2 separate regions of the Mus musculus genome follow, and region 2 is linked to region 1. Evidence: chromatin contacts called from public HiChIP or PLAC-seq data. All regions are on one chromosome and are shown on one strand. The core of a region is the stretch at or near the end of the contact, and the rest is flanking DNA. Distances in the headings are between cores, read along the strand shown.

Evidence for each region. HiChIP or PLAC-seq counts read pairs in DNA pulled down with a chosen protein or histone mark.
Region 2: an H3K4me3 HiChIP or PLAC-seq map of bone marrow-derived macrophages shows a contact between it and region 1, with 4 times the contacts expected there. The contact joins the enhancer-like site here to the promoter of Plekha8 in region 1. A contact is called at or near these places in 19 of 39 promoter capture datasets (the 3T3-L1 cell line, 3T3-L1-derived adipocytes, the C10 cell line and 13 more), 16 of 484 Hi-C or Micro-C datasets (8-cell embryo, the BV-2 cell line, the HPC-7 cell line and 13 more), 5 of 115 datasets of contacts at active chromatin or transcription factors (bone marrow-derived macrophages, embryonic stem cells and neural progenitor cells) and 3 of 9 other capture datasets (adipose tissue, liver and pancreatic islet).

The regions. Positions count from the first base shown.
Region 1 is chr6:54,592,002-54,598,222 of GRCm38.p6, forward strand. Plekha8 (pleckstrin homology domain containing, family A (phosphoinositide binding specific) member 8) reads left to right here and starts at 3,110. Exons shown (of 14, transcript NM_001164361.1): 1 at 3,110-3,470. The coding sequence starts at 3,431. Fkbp14 (FK506 binding protein 14) reads right to left here and starts at 1,173. Exons shown (of 4, transcript NM_153573.2): 1 at 846-1,173. The coding sequence starts at 1,042.
Region 2 is chr6:54,664,667-54,670,887 of GRCm38.p6, forward strand. No RefSeq gene overlaps it. Among named protein-coding and RNA genes, the nearest start is that of Gm34249, 11 kb to the left of the region's middle. Within about 2 kb of position 3,170, at least 8 of the 459 cell types and tissues checked have an H3K27ac peak or open chromatin away from gene starts, as enhancers often do. A contact at or near this core is called in 8-cell embryo, bone marrow-derived macrophages and trophoblast stem cells, where this site is marked.

The DNA.
Region 1 (6,221 bases), core at 1,860-4,359:
CTCAGTGGACATTCTGTACTCTCCATAAACAGAGCCCTTTCCTGTGTTTTCCCTCTCTGCATCTCCAGGCAGAGGTGTGGCTTCCCGGGCTGAATGAATGAATGGATGCAGATGACTAGAAGGTGAACTTTCTGACCGGCCCTAAGGAGGTGCTGGTTAAATACTTTCTGAATGGAAATCATCACACTTGGTAACATTATCTGCCAAATCTTTGTTTATAAAAAAGAAAAGCGAGTGTAAAACATCTGGAAATCCTTCTACTTTTTACTTCTATAACCACACCTTTGCCATGGATGAAGCCTGACTTTCTAGAAGGAATGACTTTCTGTCATCCTGTGCTTTGGCCAAAATGCCACCTGCCAAGAAGTTAAACAGGTCGCTTGAAACAGTTATTTGTGTATCTTTTAGAAGCAGGCAAATAGATGATTGTGCATTTTGCTGTTGAAGAAAAATGACACATCTTAACATTTTTTTTTTGCACAATTAAAAGGGGAATCGGATATTTTACCTATGGAATGGAGTTCAAGACAGAAAAATCTGTTAAGCCTTTTCTATTGGCTGCTTAATTATAACCTAAGTATTTCTGTAAAACCTCAAATACTCTAGATATAATTTTATATAGAATAAAATGATAATGAAATTAATTTGTCAAGACTCCATGTATCCAGGAATTTCTTTCATGGTCTTGACCTATAGAACGGGTTTGACAATTTTCTTTCTCCAAAGGGAAACAGGTATTTCAGTTTTTTGTTTCAGTTTGTAGAGGTAAAGGAACTGTTAGCTTCACAGGCTAGTGTGAATGGGTGGGCCCTTTATCACTCTGCCTGCAAGGCGTAATTACTTACGTGGAATGAAACAGGGAGCCGTCCTTTTCTAAATAGCCTTCGTAGTGGACCAACATCAGATCCCCTCCCTTGGTCTTGCGATGGCAGATGAATGGCTTCTGGAGAACTTCGATTTTCACTTCTGGCTCAGGAATCAGAGCTCCGCTCAGAACCGTGACCCACAGTGCCAAGATAGCGTTCCACAAGAAAAACCTCATGTTACCAAAGCAGAGGAAAGGCCCCCGACTTCATAGAGTTAAAAATGTGCCAAAAGCGGAGACAGCTTAGGCCAAGCAAGTTCAGGACTCCCCCAACAGACACACTCCCAGGAAGACGTGGCACTTTTTCTAACAATTTTCACACAGACAGCGAACTCACAATAAAGAGTTAAAGCCCCATCCAAACATGATTGGTTCTAATAAGGCAGCTTCTAGGGAAAGGCGTCCTTCCACTGGCTGGCGCTGCTGTCCCTCAGGCGCCTCCCAGCCAATGGCGCCGAAAAAAATGTAGTGGTTCTGTGTGCTGTTGGGCCCTGGGCTCGGATGTGCCCCTTCGGAACAGTCCTAGAGCCCGCTGATTAGGAAATTCTCCCACCTCGGGAAGGCAGCTGGATCCAGGCTAACATCCTCGGGGGTGGGAGATGGGGGAAGGGTTGTTTCAGTGAAGTATTCCAGCTGCGGAGTCTGGAGCCAGGTGACACTCGGGTTTTTGGAAAGACCAGACACTGAGAAGCAGCCTTCTTCAAGATGCCACAAATAAAGGCTCAGAACTATGGTTACTAATTTAGAACAGAAACTCTAAGGACCTACTAGGATGCTTTAAGGTTCGCAAAGCACACTCTGGTGCAAGATCCTCACTAACTTAACGTGGCTATTCCCACCCACCCACTCCCCCCCCCCCCCCCATTTAGACAGTGTCTTAGGGTTTCCATTCTTGGGTTAAAGCATCATGACTAATAGCAAGTTGGGGAGGAAAGGATTTTTACCTATTACACTTCTATATCATAGTCCATTATCCAGGGAAGGCAGGGTAGGAACTCAAAACAGTAATCAGGAAGCAAGAGCTGATGTAGAGAGGCCATAGAGGAGTGCTGCTTACTGGCTTGCTCAGCCTGCTTTTTTTTTTTTTTTTTAATAGCACCTAGGATCACCTGACCAAGGGTGGCACCACTCTCAGTGAACTGGACCCTTCCACATCAATCAGTATTTAAGAAAAAGCAGTAGAGACTTGCCTACAGGTAAATCTTATGGTTCGGAGATCCTCGTTCCAAATTACTCTAGCCTGCATCAAGTTGCAAAAAACTAGCCCGGAGAGAAGCTAGTTTAAAAAAAAAATTAGGTTAGAAGTTAGTGCCCTGCTTAAGTTCACTTGGCCGAAAAGAATTGGCACTCCACCTTAAGACTTGGCTTGATTTCATTCTACAAACATCGCTGTCAATGAGTGACTGCTAATAATTCGTCACTTATGTGACCTTGGTGGTGAGTAGATAATACTTAAGGACGGAGAGAGAGAGAGAGAGAGAGAGAGAGAGAGAGAGAGCACTTGTTTTAACAATTATACAGCTTAAAGTTCTAAACGGCTGCCCTCATTTCAGATGTAGTCCATTGCTGCAATCTGAGAAGAAACTAGAAATCACCAAAAGAGATTAAAACAACAACAAAACACAAACAAAACAACAACAAAAACAGGGCATTGAGGTGTGCAGTCAGGCAAATAACCAACTAAGTGATATATTATTTATTAAACCTGTCAACCTTACACTAAGGGAAAAAATGCCTGCACTTTAGCCCTTGAGAGCATATTTCTATAACACTAACATTTGGTTGTGTTGTGCTTCTTCTCAACATTCACCTTCCATCTAACCTGTGATAGACACTTTTCTTGGATAAAAATCCTGACAACAGTGCATTTTCATACTTTCATGTACTTAGAAATTCCCCTTGGAGAGCTTGTAAAAGTGCCGATTTTTAATCCAAAAGGTCTGGAACCCCCGAGAGATTTTTTTTTTTTTTTTAACAGAAGCCCAGGTGAAGTCAATGTCTGCGGTCCAGAGACCAAGCTTCCAGTCAAGAGGCCGGCAGTTTGAACAGCGCCTTACACAGAAGTGCATCCGGAAACTACAGACTAGCCTCATCCGAGGATTCCGGGTCTCAGCCCGCATCCTCCTCCACTGACAAACTTGTCATTAAAAGCTGGATCCCTGGAGCCTAGACCCCCATGGGTGACCTGCCACCCGCGTGCGCATCGGAGCCCCGCCCACCGGTCAGCCCCTCCGCGCAGTGGCCAAACCCTGGCGTGGATTTGGTAGCGTGCGCACAGCGCAGTGAGCATGCGCGAGCGCGCCGGGGCGGGCGCTGTGGGCTCAGTGGCCGCAGGAAGGCGCCCGCGACCGCCGCCACAGGGGCCGCGCCTCCCGCGCCTCCCTCGCCTCTCTCTGGCGGCCGCTCTGCGGCGTCCACACCGACTGCGCCAGGCGCAGGCGCAGCCCCCGGGACCCGGAGCTGGTGCTCCCAGGCTGTCGCGGTGACCCCGCCCCCGGGCCCAGGATGTGAGGCCGGCCCGGCGTCCCCGCGGCGGGCCGGGGCGACGAGGGGCCCGCGGGTGCCATGGAGGGCGTGCTGTACAAGTGGACCAACTACCTGAGCGGTGAGTGCCGGCTTCCGTGGGTGCGGTGCGCCAGGCGGCACCCTCCGCCGGCTCGCGGCCCGGATGGAGAGTTGGGTACCGGGTGAAGCCGGCAGCCTGGGTCCGCTGCGGGGTCCACCTCAATCTCGCGAATTGGGTGGGGGGCGGCCTCGCTTGGGCCGCGCAGCCCAGCTGCAGGGTGCCGAGTGCCACCAACCCCTGGATTCCAGAGTCTCCACGCAGTCGATCTCCCTAGGCACCTTCAGGGTCATCCCCCTGCCGACCGAGGTAGTGGAACTCTAGCACCGCAGCCCTAAGCCCTGAAGTGTACGCTGGCGATCGGCCTTTTCTCTCCGAACATTTCTTTTGTTTCAGAACTCTGTCATAAAAATGAATGCAGATATTAACAACGGTGTCCTTGTCTTGCCCAGCACAATGGCTTAAAATAGCACCCTGCCCCCTTTCTAGCTCTTGGAAGCACTTTCCAACTATCCAGAAGTTAGAACTATTCCTCAGCTTTGAAGATGATTCTCAACGAACATTATTTTCATCCAAGCAGCCAGTATTTTATAAGTACTATGCTATATGAACAGTGCTGGGTGCGTTTTAAAGTTAAACTTTTTTGTTAGGGAAAATGGGTTAACATTTAACGTGTCAGTGGGGATGCAGAAACTAGAAATCTTACCAACTAGAGCTAGGGTTTCCCCATCCTTTGGTGGGGCAGTTCTGTAGTAAGGACAGGTGTGTATGGCTTGTGAAGATCTGGCAGAGTAACTTTGAGGAAGTCACAGCCCAGTACAGGCAGAAGTACACCTGTCAGCATGTACCTGGAATCTCCAAGTAGTATAGTAGTTAGCACAGTTAATTCATTTTTTTTAAAATCTCTACCCGAGGGTCTGATGAGAAGGTTTTCCTTAAGACCTGGCCTTCACTTCAAGGATCTCCACTGATGTCAGCAGAGAGATTAGGTTATACAGGAAGAACTCAAAGCTGGCCTGCAGGTCCTTGAATACTGGAAGCCGATTAGCATGTTGTTTAAGAGAAGGCTTGACGGTGCCATTCTCCCAATGCTGTCCTAAATGCTGAGAAGTAGGTGTGTATCTTAATTGTAAACCCTTGAGTCAACTTCACCCTTTACTGTCCTCCTCTGAACCCTAGCCCGGACACACACAAATCACTTTCTTCTCCTGCCCCACCTTAATCATTTCCGTCTTCCTTTCCCTCCCCTTTCTGTGTGGAAACTTTTGGTAGTAAAATGCCCTCTCCCCACAGTCTTCTGTATCCTTCATTGCACCAACATTTTTCTAGCTGTCTCTGTGGATCTATCTTCTGTGATGCCCCTGCCATCTGTTTGATGGTAAGAGTCAACTCTTTTCTTCCCTAAGTAAGAACGGACAGTACTGTTGAGTGGCTTCTGGGCAAAGCCCTAAAGGCATTGGAGCCTTCGCTGCTTTTCCTTTGGCTTGTGTGTCACTCACTGTTCCATGAAGGCTGAAGGCTGTCACACCGCTGACTACTTTTCTGGATAGACTACTCTGCTTAAAATTGAGGGTCGGTTGGCACATTGGCTTTCATTCAACACGGCCTTACTTTGGAAGAGAATGGCACTAGCTTAGGAAGATCACATGGGTTCCCTCTGCTCTCCTTTGCTGTCGGAGAGTGAATGATGAACTTAGATGGAAAGCCTTTGCCTTTAGAATAATATTTTCCGAGTTCTCTGAGAATGTCGCACAGCTCCTTTTGCTCATGTTCATCCCTCTTCCCATAGCCACCCTTTCCACCCTCACTCCCTACTCACCTTGAAGTCGTCCTCCTGCTCCTCCTCTTTCTCCTCCATCTCCTGCAGCTAATGATGCTCAGAGACTCTTGGGAGTGGGGCCCGCTAAGGATCATACCATTAAAGAAAACTGGCACTTGCTCTCCCAGCAACTATCAGCTGCCAGGAGTTCCTCAGCCAGTGCTGGGATTTCATACCTCCCTCCCTCCCTCCCCGATGCTGGGATTGTGTCTGGCTTGAGCTTGCACAAGTCCTCTGCAGGTTGTCACAAACACTGAGTGCATATTTGCAACTGTGTTGTTATGTCCAGAAAACACTTGTTTCCTTGATGTTTTCTAGCATCTCTGGATCTTACAGTCTTTTCGCTTACCCTTCCACTAAGATCCCAGGGCCTTAGGAATAGGGGGTGATATGTTTATTCCATTTTGGACTGAGCACTCTGTGATCTCTTACTTCCCACACCTTCACTAGTTGAGGGTCTCTGGGTTAATTGACATCTATAGTGATGAGAAGTATTAAGTATTAAGCAATGCACTGATGTGTAAGTATGGAGATAATTCATTAGAAGCTGATTTAGTGCTATAGCGTTTGGTTTAGCTGAATAGCAGTATTAGGTAATAGTATTAGGTTCTCCTTTTGGACTCTTGGCCCTGCTAACAGTACCAGGAATGGGTTCCATTTCATTGAGCAGGCTTTAGATCCAGTCAGGAATAGTTAGTTATGCCCGGAACATTCATGCCACTGTTGTACCAGTGAGGGCATATTACCAAGCCAGTTATTGTAGCTTGTAGAAGTCACACTGAGTGATACTGATGATTGCTTTTTCTCTGCTGGTGTGCTCGGTAGCTTCCAGTGCTAGGAAAGCTAGCCAGTGGGGCTGAGGTGAGCACCAGTTCGATAACCCTGTGTTCTGTGGCTCAGATGTGTGGTGTCTGACGCTTATTTTAAAAACTTGGTTTTTGCTTATAGTTTACGTAGTTACTTTAAAATACAAA
Region 2 (6,221 bases), core at 1,920-4,419, 73 kb after region 1:
TAGTATAAAGGAGTAGGGAGCCCTGCGTTGAACAGTAAGTCTACTGGCTTGCAGCATAATGTCTCCGCCTCGAGGATGTATTCATGTGCGCTCATCTCCTGACTTCCCAAGCCACATATAACTGGTTTGGGTACTCAGCTGATATACAAAGCACATGATGTCTTTGTAGAAAAGCCGCCGATGGTTAATGATCAGTCCTCTGCTGCAGCACTTCCCAGTCTGTGGGTCACAACCCTTCTGGGGGGGGGGGGGTGAATGAACCTCTTACAAGGGTCACCCAACACCATGGGAAACACAGATATTTACATGACAACTCATAAATAACAGTTATGAAGTAGCAAGGAAACTAATCTTATGGTTGAGGGTCACCACAACATGAGGAGCTGTATTAAAGGGTGGCAGCATTGGGGAGGTTGAGAACCTCTGCTCTCCTGAGAGTAGTAGATCTCTAAAATAAAATCCATGTTATGAGACTAGTCTTCTGTGACCACAAAAACAAAACAAAACAAAACAAAAAAACACCCGAGAACTTAGTCATTAGGGAAGACAGATCTTCATAGTCATTAGGGAAGATAGATCTTCATAGTCACTTTGATGGCTGTAATTAGAGGGGGAAGGCCAGATAATGATAAGTGAAGACACGGATGGAGAAGTGTGTGGTTAGTAAAAGTGTAAGTTGCACATCAATTATAGTAAAGCAGTTGGACAAGTCCTCCGTGGGTTAATCACAGACTTACTACACAGCCCAGGAGTTCCACTCCTGGGTATAGACCCCCAAGAATGGAAAACCTACATTTACAGAAAGGCTCACACACACATTGACAATTGCCCAAATTGAAATATCTCAGGAGCCTGTCAAATGGTGAGTAGATAAAGAGAATGTGGTGTATCTATGCAGCAACGTATTATCCCACCATAAGAAGTAATGGTAAACTGATACCACTGATTGTATGCTACAACAGGGAAGCTTAAAACACTGTATGTGAAAGAGGCCAGATGTGAGAGGCCACATATTGTGATTCCATTAGCATGAGGTATTTATAGGTTAAATATAGAGACTGGAAGCAGATTGGTGCTTTCCAGGAGTGAAGAGAGTAGAGTGGGATATGGCTAATGAGATGGATATTTCACTTAAGCTAATGAAAATGCCGTAGAAGAGAGTGATGATTGTCACGTGACATTCATCAAACCACACTATGTGTGTGTGTTTCACTATGCTATAATTACTAAGACAAGCCTAAGGATATCCTTATGATCACCAACAGTTCTCTTTCTCTAGTGTGTGAGTGGATGAATGAGATTTAAAGGTGTGCCTGTAAACCACAACCATAACCAGATATCCCTAAGGGTGCAATAGTGGCACTAATACCATGGCAGCTACCAACAACTGTCTAATTGGACTTAAGGCCTGCTCAACAGGAGGGAAAACATGCTTAGTACTGGAAACCTAGCTAACTCCAGGAGGCTAGTGAAGCCATGGATTTTAGAAGAGACCTTTCTTCTGCTGCTTTGCTAAACTAGCCTAGTTCTTAACTGCATCCTAAATACTCATCTTTATACCCACAGATGAATCTTGCTCTTGTTCTCATCAAAGAAGCTTATCTTTGCAGGAGACTGAAACCATTACAGAAAACCACAACTGGTCAAAATGCAAAGAACAGCTGATCCTGGGGTGCCCACCCTCAGATGGTAAATCTACAACAGAACAACTGCACCTAGGGCTCAGGGAACTTGGAAAAAGAGTGGAGGAAAGATCGTAAGAAGCAGAGGACCAGGGCATCTTCTGTAAGATGATGTCTCCTAGAAACACCAGAGAAGTTTTGCTCATGGTACCTCAACAGTGTGGCTGCCTAAACTAGACCAACCAAGGACAGCACCAGCAGACATATCGATGTAGAAGAGGGAAGCCTCATTGGGGCTCCACCCCTAGACAAAGACTACAGGATGGAGAGAGAGAGAGAGAGAGAGAGAGAGAGAGAGAGAGAGAGAGAGAGAGAGAGAGAGAATGAGAATGCATTAACCTTCCCAAGAGATGACCTCCTTAATTGGTTATCCAATATCAAGCTGTAAGCTCAGAAATCATATACATGTATCTTAATTAGGGTTTTACTGCTTTGAACAGACACTATGACCAAGGCAACTCTTATAAAGACAACATTTAATTAGGACTGGCTTAGAGGTTCAGAGGATCAGCCCATTATCATCAAGGCAGGAACATGGCAGCATCCAGGCAGGCATGGTGCACGAGGAGCTGAGAGTTCTACATCTTCATCTGAAGGCTGCTAGTAGAATATTAGTTTCCAGGCAGCTAGGAGTAGGGTCTTAAAAGTCCACACTCACAGTGAAACACCTACTCTGCTACATCCACTCCAGTAGTGACAAGTGCAACAGACCCCGAAAACCTGGGTGCTGTCCCGAGGAGAAAAGTTCACGGAAACTTAGTCTCCTGGAATCGTGGCATCCTGTATAAAGAATGCTCCAATGTCCTTGCTTTAGTTGGTAAACGAATCTGTGTGCTTTCCCTTAATATTGCTTTATTACAAGTGCTCTTTTTTTTTCTTTTTTTTTTAATTAGGTATTTTTCTCGTTTACATTTTCAATGCTATCCCAAAGGTCCCCCATACCCACCCCCCCAATCCCCTACCCACCACTCCCACTTTTTGGCCCTGGCGTTCCCCTGTACTGGGGCATATAAAGTTTGCAAGTCCAATGGCCCTCTCTTTGCAGTGATGGCCTACTAGGCCATCTTTTGATACATTTGCAGCTAGAGACAAGAGCTCCGGGGTACTGGTTAGTTCATATTGTTGTTCCACCTATAGGGTTGCAGTTCCCTTTAGCTCCTTGGGTAATTTCTCTAGCTCCTCCATTGGGGGCCGTGTGACCCATCCAATAGCTGACTGTGATCATCCACTTCTGTGTTTGCTAGGTCCCGGCATAGTCTCACAAGAGAGAGCTATATCTGGGTCCTTTCAGCAAAATCTTGCTAGTGTATGCAATGGTGTCATACAAGTGCTCTTAAGGATTGATATTTTGACATATAGCTAAGTTAGATTCTAGGCAGTCCTTGATTCGAAGTCCTTGACCCGACCTTGGGCATGGATAGCTAGGTCACTGCCCTACACAGGAATTTACCATTAACTAGGATGAAGGAAGTTTGTGACCTAAAGAGGAACCAGGGTAGATACTTAGAACAACAGATAGCTGAGTTACACCCATACACAAGTATTTACAATGGCCTAGGGGGAAGGTGGACTATACAATAGACTAGAGTAGGAACTATGGCAAGGGCACGAAGCCCTTGCCCCTGCTTCTAAGATTAAGTGGACCTTAGATGCAGCTGTTTTTGATCCCAGTTGTTAACATTGAATTTTATCCCAGTTGGTTCCTGTCAGTTCTTCCGTGTTTGCATTCCTCTGTTTTGTGTAAGAATCCAGTAACCACCAACTTCCCTATTTTCTTCTGTATAAAAATTTGACAAATAACATTCAGATCCACACTCCCTTGTGACGAGTCTGTCTGTCAATTCCTGCCAACTCCTTGCCTACCTGTGACCAGAGACCCATTCCACGCAGACAAGGGACCAAGAGGGTCTGCGGCACTACTCCAACAAGGCCATACTTTTTAATAGTGCCACTCCTGGGCCAAGCATATACAAACCATCACAACATGCAAGCAACAATAAGTGGACCTAGCAGATTGTATTATATATTAATGCATATATATTACACAACTAATAATATAATGTAATGCATACATACACACATATCACAACTACAGAAAAAGAGACGATGACTATGAATTGGTTTAGGGGGTTGAGTATGGTAGCAACTGGTGGGAGGAAAGGGAAGAGGGTAAATGGTTAGAATCTACCTTAATTTTTTGAAAAAGATTTTTAAAAAATTTAAAGTATGCTGGGCATGGTGGCGCACGCCTTTAATCCCAGCACTCGGGAGGCAGAGGCAGGCAGATTTCTGAGTTCGAGGCCAGCCTTGTCTACAAAGTGAGTTCTAGGACAGCCATGGCTATACAGAGAAACCCTGTCTCGAAAAAAACAAAACAAACCAAAAAATTTTAAAGTATGTTTTTAAGGTTTTTATTGAATTCATGAAAATTCTTAAGATAAAACTTTTATGTCCAAATTTCTACCCCTGAACATCTTCAGCATCTCATTCTTGGAAATGTACCTCAATGGTATTTTTCACGCCATCTAAACCTTTGAGTATATGATTTCCAGTTTGTTCTTTACCAATGCTAACCTTGGAGTGTGTGTGTGTGTGTGTGTGTGTGTGTGTGTGTGTGTGTTATGTGTCTGTTTTACCCATAAGAAAATGAAACACAGACCTAGGGGTAGAGCCAAAGCTACATCCTGTGATTAGACTCTGAAGCCTAGAGTGGCAAGGTTACCCAGGATAACACGTAACCTCTCCCCACTGTCAATGTACCTCTCTGTGGACCAAGATGTGTTTCCATTTCCTTCCCTGGGAAGCTGGTCCCAAGGGGTAGTCACTCACAGTGTGTATCAGGAAAATATCCACTTCTGTGTTTCTGACCCTGGTCAGAAACAGACTCCAGAGGGACTGCACCGACAGGATGAACAGTTTATGGTTTATAGAGGCTTCTTGCCTGGACAATGAATTGACTGCTCTCGTTCATGGCTTAATCATTGCCTCTCTTTTCAGACGCACATCTCAGAGCAGATGCTGTTTCAATTTTGAAATCAATAAAGAAGCAGTGTCTCAGATCCCAAACTGCTGCTCCCAGAGGTTCTGACCTCATCAGTATGGATCTACCCTGCAGGGAATGGTGTGCATATCTTCCCTATACAGGTCTAGACCTGTTTCAAGCCAGTTAGAATTCCTTACATCTAGCTAGCAAAGACAGTCACTAGGAACTTTGGAGAATGGCTGAGCCAGGTGGACCTCAGGAGCAAGCCACATGCTTAGCTCGCTCTGTGTATGTGCAGACCAGCCCTGGATGAGACAATCTTCCCTCGGGGAGGTGGGAAAGCAGCGGGTTCGGTAGAGAGCATGATCCCCAAGCTGGTGATGTGCGTGCTGCAGCCTTTCAACCTGTGCTGAAGGTTGCTGCACACCGCAGTTCCCAGTCAGCCCTGTTCTCCTGAAGGAAGACCACTGGTGTCCAGGAGATGTGTGGCTAGTCCAGCCTGTGGGTGTCTTAGTGCATCTTTCTTGGAGTTCCATGCTCTCCATTTATGATGAGTCCCTGGGAGGCAGCTCAGTTATAAAAGCTGTCTGCAGAGAGAAACAGAAGAGCAATGACCCCAAAACACAAGATGATGAGGGTGAATCTCCTGATTCTGCCTGGGCTTCCACCCAATGACCTTCCTTCTAAGCGGCAGAATCACGGCAGCCTAGCTTATGAACTGCTGCAGGGACTGGTCCATCTGGCTACTCTAAGTCGCTTTGGGAAAGAAATGTCATCATCCCTATATTTGGATCTCTCAGTATCCTCACTGCCAAGAATACACAGGTCATGCAAGACCCCGACACACCGTGAGTGTTGGGCTCTGGGCTGTGATATTTTCCCAAATTTGTTTCTTTAAAAGGCTTACTATGACTTATGTTGCGATTCTATATCCTCTGAATACACACTCTTCCAAGGGTTTTTGTTGCTATTTTAAAATCCTGAGTCTAGCCCGGCTGTGGTGGCGCACACCTTTAATCCCAACGCTTGAGAGGCAGAGACTGGTGAATCTCTGAGTTTAAGGCCAGCCTGATCTACATAGTGAGTTCCAGGGTAGCCAGGGCTACACAGAGAAACCCTGTCTTGAAAAATAACAACAGTGGGGCTGGTGAGATGGCTCAGTGGGTAAGAGCACCCGACTGCTCTTCCAAAGGTCAAGAGTTCAAATCCCAGCAACCACATGGTGGCTCACAACCATCCGTAACGAGATCTGACTCCCTCTTCTGGAGTGTCTGAGGACAGCTACAGTGTACTTGCATATAATAAATAAATGAATCTTTAAAAAAAAATAACAACAACAACAACAAAATCCTGAGTCTCACATTTTAAATCTCTTCTTTATGGGGCTGTCATGAACTCATGTGTAATTTTTAAGATTTCTCTTTATTTATCTGTGTGTCTGTGCATATTGGTGCCATGTGTATGGGAGTGCCTGCAGCGTGCAGAAGATGGCACCAGATCCACTGGACTAGAGGTCCAGGAGGCTGTGGGCTGTCTGATGTGGGTGCTGGAAATCA